Regions from separate parts of the Sus scrofa genome. Here all the other regions are linked to region 2. The links are chromatin contacts, called in public Hi-C and HiChIP or PLAC-seq maps. All regions are on one chromosome and are shown on one strand. Each heading gives the region's core, a stretch centred on a gene start, on an enhancer-like site or on the middle of the called end of the contact. The rest is flanking DNA. Distances are from core to core; before and after follow the strand shown. Region 1 holds the start of PRCC (proline-rich protein PRCC). Region 2 holds the start of IQGAP3 (ras GTPase-activating-like protein IQGAP3). Region 3 holds the start of MRPL24 (mitochondrial ribosomal protein L24).

Evidence for each region. Hi-C and Micro-C count contacts between places; a contact is called where the count stands out from the background. HiChIP or PLAC-seq counts read pairs in DNA pulled down with a chosen protein or histone mark.
Region 1: a contact with region 2 is called in an H3K27ac HiChIP or PLAC-seq map of alveolar macrophages. The contact joins the promoter of PRCC here to the promoter of IQGAP3 in region 2. A contact is called at or near these places in 1 of 47 Hi-C or Micro-C datasets (epiblast stem cells) and 1 of 2 datasets of contacts at active chromatin or transcription factors (alveolar macrophages).
Region 3: a contact with region 2 is called in a Hi-C map of skeletal muscle, with 4 times the contacts expected there. The contact joins the promoter of MRPL24 here to the promoter of IQGAP3 in region 2. A contact is called at or near these places in 3 of 47 Hi-C or Micro-C datasets (embryonic fibroblasts, liver and skeletal muscle) and 2 of 2 datasets of contacts at active chromatin or transcription factors (alveolar macrophages and skeletal muscle).

The regions. Positions count from the first base shown.
Region 1 is chr4:93,323,155-93,326,973 of Sscrofa11.1, reverse strand. PRCC (proline-rich protein PRCC) reads left to right here and starts at 1,475. Exons shown (of 7, transcript XM_001924343.6): 1 at 1,475-2,480. The coding sequence starts at 2,013.
Region 2 is chr4:93,494,496-93,498,227 of Sscrofa11.1, reverse strand. IQGAP3 (ras GTPase-activating-like protein IQGAP3) reads right to left here and starts at 2,229. Exons shown (of 38, transcript XM_021089671.1): 1 at 2,031-2,229. It overlaps NAXE (NAD(P)HX epimerase), which reads left to right and starts at 2,316. Exons shown (of 6, transcript NM_001078664.1): 1 at 2,316-2,497; 2 at 2,647-2,755; 3 at 2,881-2,991; 4 at 3,079-3,192. The coding sequence starts at 2,316.
Region 3 is chr4:93,351,640-93,355,270 of Sscrofa11.1, reverse strand. MRPL24 (mitochondrial ribosomal protein L24) reads right to left here and starts at 2,242. Exons shown (of 6, transcript NM_001244448.1): 1 at 2,186-2,242. HDGF (hepatoma-derived growth factor) reads right to left here. Exons shown (of 6, transcript XM_013996955.2): 6 at 3,462-3,631.

The DNA.
Region 1 (3,819 bases), core at 226-2,725, 170 kb after region 2:
AGCAGTAGCTCCGATTTGACCCCTAGCCTGGGAACTTCCATATGCCACAGGTGCAGCCCTAAAAGCAAAAAATAAATACATAAGTAAATAAAGAAGAAGAAGTCAACACTGTGCAAAGCATACCAGTTTCGAGATAGAACCAAAGGTCTAATTTCTCAGGGTAGTCCTCACTGTACCTGCTTTGCAATCAACTGAGGATTTTCTTAAAAATCCAGACTTCTGGGCCCCACTCCACACCTACTGAAGAGGAATCAGTTAGGCTGGAATTCAGCAATTTGCATTTTTAAGAAGCTTTCCCAGGGATCTTAGGCACATTAAAGTTTAAGATTTGGTAGGCAGGAAAAAAAAAGTGCTCTGGGCATCCAGAGCAGGGAGCAAACAGATTGAAGCAAACAGATGGAGAAGGCAGCATATGAATTTGTTGGTGAAGGCAGGGTGAGATTTAGACACATGGAGAAGGTGGGGGTGGGGCGGGGGGAGGTGGAGGGCACAGCAACCTTCTCTAATGGTGAATTCACTCACACTTGGGCCTTCACTGACTCTCTTTTTGGTTGTTGTTGTGGCCATCATCATCCTTTCCATCTTCCTCTTTAGCCTCCTCCCCAAACCTCAACAGTCTTCATGGGCTGAGCTCAGTAGATGCTTCTGCTCTCTGGGAGTAGGGGGATAGAGCACACACAGAGGTGCTTTAGTACATAAAGCTTTAAATTATAAAAGACACAGAGTTGACAAGTAGAGGGCACCCAGTCCCAGGCAGACAGGAAGGGGCAAAGACGAATAAACATGAAAAGGACACAAAATTACAGGTGGACAGGGAAAGAGCAGCAGAATCACGAGCAGACATACCTGAGCTGGGAAAAGGACACACATCAACACGGATGGATAGAAAGGTCACTCACAGGACCAATTAACAAGTTCACGCAGAAAGGCACAACAAACACCAGGCAGAGACAGATACAAAGAACATATGCAGGAAGGGATGGACTCAGGCAATGACTCAAATCTGTGATAGGGGCTGAGATGGAGCTGCCCCCAAATCTCAAGTACCGAGCCCTGCCTTCCAGGGTCCTGCCCATCGTTCTGTTTCACTGCAGAGAGAGCTCAGGACCCAGGCTAGACGGGCCAGATGTGCTCCTGGATGTGCATTTTGGTCAAGGCGAGGGAGATCATTTATTCCCTCTTATGTCACATTTACTTTAGCCTGCAGATGTTTATTATTAGGCCTTCTTTCTGGCTCGCAGCCCAACTTCGTACAGGTCTCTAGGACTCTGATTGTTCCTGGGTGCTCCGGGTTTCTTCAGTGGACTCAAAGGCTTCATCAGTTCATTTACAGATTTACAGATCACTTTCCCTTTAAGCTATTTTCCCCAATCCTCCACCTTCCCAGACTCCCTCACATTCCCGACATCACTTGCAGTTTCTACGAGCACTACGTCTCCCATAAATCTTAGCGCCCAAGCAGCTACCCTAGGGAACTTCAAGTACCGAAATGCTCTCCGACCCGGCTCCCTGACTACCGCGGTGACCGGTGGTACTTGTAGTTGTCCAGGAATTGTCAGACGACTCCAAAAAACTACTCCTCCCAGGAGTCCTCGTGTCAGAGGCGGGTTTACCGCCTGTCTTTCTCCGCGCCGCTTAATTCTTCCTCGGACTCCGATTCCCGCCGTGCCTTGCGCTGAGCTACTTGCGTCGGATAATGGTGCTGTGCTCAAAGTATTCTCTGGGAGTTGTAGTTCCTGTATTGGTGAGGCGAGGAGGAGGCGGAGTGACTCGGCGGCCATTAGCTGTGTGTAGTTGCCCGGGACTAGGAGCTTAAGTGAAGAGGGAAGCCTTATTCGGTGGAAATCAACTGTGGGCATGGGCTTCTGCCACGGATAGTCCTAGAGTACGGGGAAGGCGGGCTTTTTAGTTTCCTGCCCCGCCAAGTGGCGGGGCCCACTAGGCCTCTGGGCATCCCCGGTCTCAAGTAGGCCTTGATTGCCGGCAAGGGCGCCCCAAAGGCGGGCGGCGCCATGTCGCTGGTTGCTTACGCCAGCAGCGATGAGAGTGAGCCGGATGAGGCTGAGCCGGAGCCGGAGGAAGAGGAGGCGGCGGCCCCTACACCTGGGCCCACTTTAGGGGGCTTGTTCGCTTCTCTCCCCGCACCCAAGGGTCCGGCTTTGCTGCCTCCGCCCCCCCAGATGCTGGCCCCAGCCTTTCCCCCGCCGCTGTTGCTGCCCCCACCCACCGGAGACCCCCGGCTCCAGCCTCCTCCCCCCTTGCCCTTCGGCCTGGGAGGCTTCCCCCCACCTCCAGGCGTGAGCCCGGCTGAGGCGGCGGGAGTTGGGGAGGGGTTAGGATTGGGGCTGCCCTCGCCCAGAGGCCCTGGCCTCAGTCTTCCCCCCCCCATCGGCGGCGCCGGGTCCCCCCTGGGGCTTCCCAAGCCAAAGAAGCGGACAGAGCCGGTGAAGATTGCGGCGCCGGAGCTGCATAAGGGGGATGTGAGTATCCGGGAAGGGCACCCCCAAACTGTCCATTGGATTTGGGCATGGGCTAAGCTGTAGGATGGATTCGTGGGGATTCTGGGACTCCGTCCTATAAATGCAACCATTGATTCTAGGCCGCTGGATTCCTGGTACAGTGCGATTAATGGGAGCCGAAGTTTGTCAACTTTCGGGGAGTTAGGGTATTGGTCCACGCGGGTTTCTCCTGCTAGACTCGCCTGCAGAAGGGCCATAAACCATCACCTGGCACTGACAGGCCCAGGCCTAGCGACACTTAGGTCCACTCTCCCTTGTTGCATCTTCACCGCGGGCCAGGTTTTTTGGTTTTTTGTTTTTCCTTTCCCTCTTATACTGAGGACAGCATAAAACCTGGCACTTGAAGAGGTGACAGGAGACAGGATTCCCGAACCCTTGCTGAACATTTAGGACTAACCTTTTCCTTTGCCTCTGAACTTAAAAGCATCGGGGTCTGAAGGAGAAGGCTTGGGATCTTGGATTCTGTTTTTGAGGGGGGCAGGGAAGAAACTGAATATTTTTTTGAGTACAGATCATTTGCCAGGCATTGACCCTTTCCTTGGATTATTACAGAACTGTGGGAGATGATGTCCTAATAGTTACAGATGAGAAACAGGTGTCCAGCGTGCGAGCTGTTACCTGGTAAAGGGCAGAGTGAAGTTTAGGAGCTGAGTCTGCCTGGACTCCAGACCTCTGCCTCAGTTTCGCCATTGAGGTATTTGTCAAGCCTAGGTGACTTAGGACCCTTGGATCCTAGAATAGGCGACTAAACTTATGTTGTTTTCTGAATGTTGGAGCGGACAGTTCGAAGGCCTTCCTTGGAGTGAGTGCTTTGGGGATAAAGGAGACAGCTTAGGGGCAGGTCCTGTTTTAGAGTTCTCCGGAGTTCTTTCCTTTCTCGGTTCTGGAAGGTTAATTGGTCAATCCCTGGCTCCCCTTTGGTAATCCTCCTGAGAGAAGCTGACTGTAGCTCTGGCTTTTCTTCAGACTTCCAACTCTGCCTGGGGGCTCTTTCTGTTCCTTGCACTTGTGGGTCCTTTGGCTTCTCCCCATAGACGTGCTAATGTCCCCTCCCTCACCTCTTTCAAATTTTGGCTTAAAAGACTTTGTTCTCAATGAGGACGTCCTAGCCAACCTATTTAAAATTGCAACTTCCTGTCCCCCACTCCTCCCACTCCACTTGGCTTTATTTTTCTCCCTGGCACCACCATCTGAAATACTTCACTGCCGTTATCTAACATACTATAAAATACTGTACTATACTGTGCTATGAAATACTATACTACACTATGAAATACTACACTATAAAATATAAAAACAA
Region 2 (3,732 bases), core at 980-3,479:
CGAACCGCAGCCTCATGGTTCCTGGTCAGATTAGTTTCTGCTGCACCACGGAACTTCTTGTGTCATTATTTTAAAGTTACATCTCATCAAAATGAAGTCAGCGGTTGACAACCCTTTAATGACATAGTTCTGCATCTGGTGAGGCATTTCAGTCTAGAATAATGCTTTAGACAGCAGACTCTAGGTCACGCTACTTGGATCCTAGCTCCACTGACAGCTGTCGCTGTATCATTGGACATGTCATTCAACATTTCTGAACCTCATCTGTAAAATGGGGATAAACCAGAGTTGTTGTGAAGATAAAATGAGATAATTCATGTCAGCACTTGGCACATATAAATATTTAAAATGTTCTATCAAAAAAACATGCTTCACATTGTATTTTAGAAATGAATCTTCAGAATCACCGATTTTATTTTCTCAAATAGGCCTGCAGGGGGTCTTGACTTGACTAATGCATAAAAGAAAAGCTACTTAGCTACTGGTGAAGTTATAAATCTAAGTTAATGAGGTCTTGGATAAGATTATCCAATTGTAGTATCAACTCTACATTTCAATTCAGATGAGTAAACTCAATTTCCAACCACAAACACAGTCGAACAAAAACAATTTTCCACTATAATCTCAGTCTGACAAATTCAATTTCCTACAACAAATATGTGAAACAAACACAGCTGGAGGTTTGTTTTACAAGGGTACATCCCATAGGTGATGATAAACCTCTTTTAATTAAAAAGGAGACTATCAGAGGAGTAGTTAAAGCAGGAGGGGTTCTTGCCTCTCTCTGAGAACTAAGCAGTAATACGATTCATTATACAGAAAAAAATAAACTAGCATAAAAACAGGACTTTCATTTCACCTGGATAATTATCTTTATCTTAGTGCCTTAATGGTAACTGGTTTGTTATTCCCTAAACTTCTCCCCTAACCAGGCAGGAGTGTTTGCATTTTTAAAAACTCTTGGGTTAGGAGTTCCTGTTGTGGCTCAGTGGTTAACGAATCCGATTAGGAATCATGAAGCTTGGAGTTCCCGTCGTGGCGCAGTGGTTAACGAATCCGACTAGGAACCATGAGGTTGCGGGTTCGGTCCCTGCCCTTGCTCAGTAGGTTAATGATCCGGCGTTGCCGTGAGCTGTGGTGTAGGTTGCAGACATGGCTCGGATACCGCGTTGCTGTGGCTCTGGCGTAGGCCGGTGGCTACAGCTCCGATTAGACCCCTAACCTGGGAACCTCCATATGCCGCGGGAGCGGCCCAAGAAATAGCAACAATAACAACAACAACAACAACAAAAAGACTAAAAGACCAAAAAAAAAAAAAAAAAAGGAATCATGAAGCTGCAGGTTCGATCCCTGGCCTTGCTCAGTGGGTTAAGGATCTGGCGTTGCTGTGAGCTGTGGTGTAGGTCGCAGACGGGGCTCAGATCTGGCGTTGGCTGTGGTGTAGGCCGGCGGCTACAGCTTCGATTAGACCCCTAGCCTGGGAACTTCCATATGCCGCGGGAGGGGCCCTAGAAAAGGCAAAAAAAAACAAAAAAACAAAACTCTTGGGTTAAAAGTTTAGTCTTCTCTGATTTTTTCTTGAAATATTACCGTGACCTGGCGTCTACAGTTTCAATTACATTTTTAACCATGGCATACTTGACTTAATTAAGGTTTATACTTTTCTATTTCCACAGCTTTTATCTCGATGAAGAAGGGTAAGTATTACGTATGATTAGGGAAGTAGAACGTGCTATCCTGGTAAACAGAGAAAGGGGAAGCTAAACTAGTGGGCATAAGGGTCCTAAGTCCCATGAAAAGCAGTGTAAATAAGAGCATTAATTTATTGAGCCCTGTGTACGAGGGGCGCTGTCGACGGCTTTGCATGGATTACCACCCCATGAAGTATGTACTCATATCCTCATTTTATAGGACACTGAAACCAGGAGAGCCAGGTTCACTCAGCTAGTCGGTGGTAGGACAAGAACCGGGGCTAACTGCTCTGCCATACAGCTTCCTGGAAAAGCTACAAAAATATGAAAAATTATTACCAAAGGGCGGTTGGGAGCAAAGCACTTCCGGTTATCTCTGAGGCAATACGTAAATGTTCCCGCGGAGGGCTTGGATCCAGACTGGAAGAGAAAGCGCACGGACACAGGCAGACACCCGCGGGGCGGGTGCGTAAGGCAACCAGCCGCGGAGGAGCGAGCGCGGCGGATCCCAGGACCGCTTTCGGCAGAAGCGCTTGCGGCCCCGGCCTCTCGGGGGCGGGGCAGAGTGCTGCGCAGGCGCCGGGCAGGCCGGGGCGGGCCGGAGGCGCGCGCCCTGCGAGCTGGATGTCTGGTCTGCGGGCGCTGCTCGGGCTCGGGCTGCTCGTTGCGGGCTCGCGCCTGCCGCGCGTCAGAGTCCAGGCCGGCGCCTGTCGCGCGCGACCCACCTGGTGGGGGCCGCAGCGGCTGATCTCGGGTGGCCGCGGGGACGTAGAAGGCATGGCGAGCTCAGCGGTGAAGTACCTCAGGTAGGCAAAGTTCCAGGGCGGGCGGGGGCACGCGGGGCGCAGGACCGGGGTGCAGGCCCTCCCTCCCGGGGGGCGGGACCTGGGGCGGCCGCGCTGCCGGCCCGGCGCAGCACCTGAGGGGCGGGACCTCAGGCTTTGCGCTTCCTCAGCCAGGAGGAGGCCCAGGCTGTGGACCAGGAGCTGTTTAACGAGTACCAGTTCAGCGTGGACCAACTAATGGAGCTGGCCGGGCTGAGCTGTGCTACAGCCATTGCCAAGGTCAGTGGCAAGTCATTGTGCAAGCCCCCTGGCCTAGGCACAGCGAAGTGGGAGGGACAGCCGGGCCAAGCCCGAGCTGTCGCTTCCCAAATGCCCCTCTGAATCCCCTTTGACTCTGCCTTCAGGCCTATCCTCCCACGTCCTTGTCCAGGAGCCCCCCTACTGTCCTAGTCATTTGTGGCCCCGGGAATAACGGAGGAGATGGCCTGGTCTGTGCTCGACACCTCAAACTCTTTGTGAGTATTCGCAGAAGGGCCGTGGGGAAAAGAGCATGAGGTTTCTAGGATCTGGACTTGAATTACAACCCTTTCCTTTCCTCATAGGGCTACCAACCAACCATCTATTACCCTAAAAGGCCTAACAAGCCACTCTTCACTGCGCTGGTAACCCAGTGCCAGAAAATGGACATCCCTTTCCTTGATGAAATGCCCTCAGAGGTAGGTGGCTCCAGTTCAGTGCTCTCTCCTCCTCAATAACCACTGCCTGTGTTCTCTTTCCTCACCTTCCCAAGCTGAGCTCACTTGCTATCTTCCTCTCTAGAGGATTAACTCTTAAGAGGGTAGGGATAGTGCCTGACACAGAAAGTGCCCAAAGTATGGTGGGGGTTTTTTTGTTTTTGTTTTTTTGCTTTTTAGGGCCACATCTGTGGCATATGGAGGTTCCTAGACAAGGGGTCAAATTGGACCTACAGCTGCCGGCCCACACCACAGCCATAGCCACGCCAGATCCAAGCCACATCTGCGACCTACACCACAGCTCAGGGCGACACTAGATCCTTAACCCACTGAGTGAGGCCAGGGATCGAACCTGCATCCCCATGGATCCTAGTCAGATTTCTTTCCCCTGCACCACAACGGGAACTCCCCCAAAGTATGCTCTTTGAATAGACGTGGTTAAAAGTCTTCTCCAAAAGGTGTGCTCCAGGAGTTCCCAGCACCACCTTCTGTAAAGCTTCCTTTCCCCTTTATCTCCTGGGT
Region 3 (3,631 bases), core at 993-3,492, 140 kb after region 2:
CACCTCTGAATCCAGCAGATCCCTGTAGGGCTTGGCATGTAGTAGGTACTCAATAAAAAAGTCATTAAATAAATGTACCAAGAACAAGATGGGAAGCAAACAGGTAATGGACAAAAAACACTGGCATAAGACCAAAAGGAAGGCAGGTAGCAGAGATAAAAACTGAGGTTAAAATGTCCCTACATCACTTCCAATTCCTAATTTCAATGAGGAAATAACTACTTCTCCCTAAGATAGTTTCTTTCTAGAGGAAAAGGGTCCAGAGCCAGACTCTAGAATTAAAGTGTCCTAGATTTCCCAATTAGGTATGTATTTAAAGCCTCCCAATTTTGGATAATGGACTAAATCCATGGGGTGGTGAGAGAACTGAGGGCAAAAATAATAAATGCTGGAGTTCCCATTGTGGCTCACCAGTTAACAAACCCGACTAGTATCCTCGAGGACACGGGTTCAATCCCTAGTCTCACTCAGTGGGTTAAGGATCCAGTGTTGCTGTGAGCTGTGATGTAGGTAGCAGACCAGGCTTGGATCCAGCGTTGCTGGGGCTGTGGCGGGCGTAGGCCGGCAACTGTAGCTCAATTCAACCCCTAGCCTGGGAACTTCCATATGCTGAGGGTGCAGCCCTGAAAAAAAAAAAAAAAAAAAAAAAGTGCTTGGAGTTCCTATAGTGGCTCAGCAGAAAAAATCTGACTAGTATCCATGAGGACGCAGGTTTGATCCCTTGTCTTGCTCAGTTAGTTAAGAATCCAGTGTTGCCATGAGCTGTGGTACAGGTCACAGACGAGGCTCAGATCTGGCGTTGCTGTGGCTGTGGTGTAGGCCAGCAACTACAGTTCCAATTCGACCCCTAGCCTGGGAACCTCCATTTGCCGAGGATGCGGCCCTAAGAAGACTAACAACAACAAAAAAAAAGCGTTTCAGTTTATTGAGCACTTGCTACCTTCCAGGTACCATGCCAAGTGCTTTCCTGTATCATCTCATTTAAGCTCAAAGACAACTGACAAAGGAGGTACCACTGACCTTGTTTCATAACTAAGAAAGAAGCCTAACTTCAAAGTACAAATAAAGTGTGCTTTAATGACATAAAAAGCTCTGAACTGGGAGTCAGGCAACCTGGGTTCTAGTCCCTGCACCACCATCAACTTAATCTGTGACCTTAGGCAACTTGACTTCTGAGCTTCGGTTTAATTATCTGTAACATCTTAGAGGGTCGTTTCTGTCACTCAAAGTGTGTTTAATGTTTTAACAAAGCAAGCCACAGAATCATTTGGATAATATTATTCCTTTTGCACAAATTTTAAAATATATATATGTCCTGTCCCAGGCATAAATATTGACGAGAAGGAAACAGAAAACAACTAAAGTACTTGTTTTGGAGAAGAGGAAGTCTGGAAGGGCTGTTACTTTCCATCTTGTTCCTTCCCATAACGTTTCTAACCACGTGTACTTGAAAAAAAAAAAAAAATTATCAACCGGTTCATCTGAACAGTGAGATATTATTGGGTCATTTTTCTTCTCTCTACTTCTTAATTTAATACGAAAAAGAAATGACCTAATTTTATTTTCAAACTAAAGCTGGATGAATGTTACGAGTCTCAAGGTTCCTATTCAGAAGAATCAAAAAATGCTTTGGAAGCACTACCATGTGACAGATCCAATGCTGGGAACTTCACTATTCCTGGCATTTGATCTTCACACTGCTGTCTGGGGAGGTGGACAGGAGACAAGGAAACCAAGGCCCTGAGAACAGGTCATTTGCCCTAGCTCATACAGGTTGAGAGGAGCGGAGCCAATTTTTAAAGACTCCTGCGTGACATCCCTTAACCTCTGCCATTCTAGAGCCGAAGCTCTGGGGGGAGATCCCAGAAGCAGGCCCCCTAAATCTTTCCCTTCTTTGCCTCCAAACCCTGGAGATGCTGGTGCCCCTTCCGCAGTGAAGCTTTCATGGCGGAGAGCGTCTGCTCCCTCAGGCCTCGGTTCCTAAGGCTTTCCCCCCGAGTCCCATCCTAGGTGAGGGAGACGTCCAGTCCCCAGCAGTCTTCAGCACCCACCCGTTCCAAGCTTCCGATGCAGGGAGACCCCGGAGGAGGCGGCTGACCCGTGCCGGGGCAAAGGAAGGCCCTTCCCACTCTCGCCTCCAGACTAGTCCAGAGGTGCTATCACCTCTAGGCCACAAAGCCCTCACCTCCGCTTCCCGCTGAGTCGCAGAGCCTCCGCCTGCTCCCCCTGCACACGGGACCTTAGCCCCACCCGTCCCCTTCTCGGCTTTCTGGGAAATGGAGTCTTAATTGTACAACTGACGCTCAACAACGCAATAACGCACAGCCTCTCTGCATGCTGGGAGTTGTAGTCCGTCGCTACGAAGCACGAGAGAAAAAGGAAATTTGGCCGAGGAGGAAATCAAGGCAGCGTAAGAGCACCGTGAAGCATGTCGGGAGTTGAAGGCAAAGATGGATAGGCTGCCGGGCCTGGCACATTTCTGCACATGCTCTGCGTGGAGACCTCTGGGAATTGTAGTTACTAGAGACGATGGCTCCATTTTCTAGGTGATTGCGGCTTCCTATTCAAAGCAGAGGGCCTGCCTTTCTCATGAGGCTGCACTCCGAATATTTTCGCCACCCGCCCTTCTCCGCTAGCAGGGGTTAAGGCAGATGACAGAAATAACATTGGCTTTCTAAAATAAGAGATGAAACGTGGGCACTTCAGTGCCAGTCGATGATCTAGTCACAAAATGTCAGACTAGAGGAAACCTCAGGATCTAATCCAGCTATTCCACTTAATTAAGGAGTACTGGGAGGATTTCACGCTGTCAACCTCCTGGCCCCTAATCACCGGTTAAGAGTGGCAGGCATCCCTAGCTTTGCCCTTGAAGGACAAAGTTGTTTCTACAACCAGCCTCAGCCTCGACACCCCCACTTCCCTGGCCATCAGAGGCTGTGGCTTATAATGTCGCCCTTTCACACCCACTCTTTATGCAAATTTTTTTTTTTTTTTTTTTTTGCTTTTTAAAGGCCACACCCTAGGCATATGGAGGTTCCCAGGGTAGGATCCAATTGGAACTATAGCTGCCGGCCACAGCCACAGCATGTCTGAGCTGTGTCTGCCACCTACACCACAGTTCATGGCAACACCAGATCCTTAACCCACTGAGCAAGGCCAGGGATCCAACCCCAAACCTCATGGTTCCTAGTTGGATTTGTTTCCACTGCACCATAATGGGAACTCCTTGTGCAAACCTTTTTTTTTTAACTTTCCCAGGTGCTGATGGGTGACACTGGTAAACAGTGGCCAGGCAGAAGTAGAATACCGGGCATAGTATTATATAATTTTACCCTCATGTAGAATTTTAGAGAATGGAAGAGGCTGACACCCCTTACCTCAATCTAAGTGGACTTGGAAATCATTTGCGCCCCCCCCAATCTGTTAACCAATACAACCCCAAAGAATCAGTCAAAATCCAATGTAGTAATCAATGGGTTTTATTTTCCTATAACTGAAATCATCTACGGTTCTCAGAGCTAAACTTCAAAGCTACAGTCAGCAATTTTTCATCAGAGCCCAAGGGAGAGGGGCAAGGGTGAAAGAGACAAGAGACGGAAGAGGCAGAGAGACCACTAGAAAGAGGTTGGGA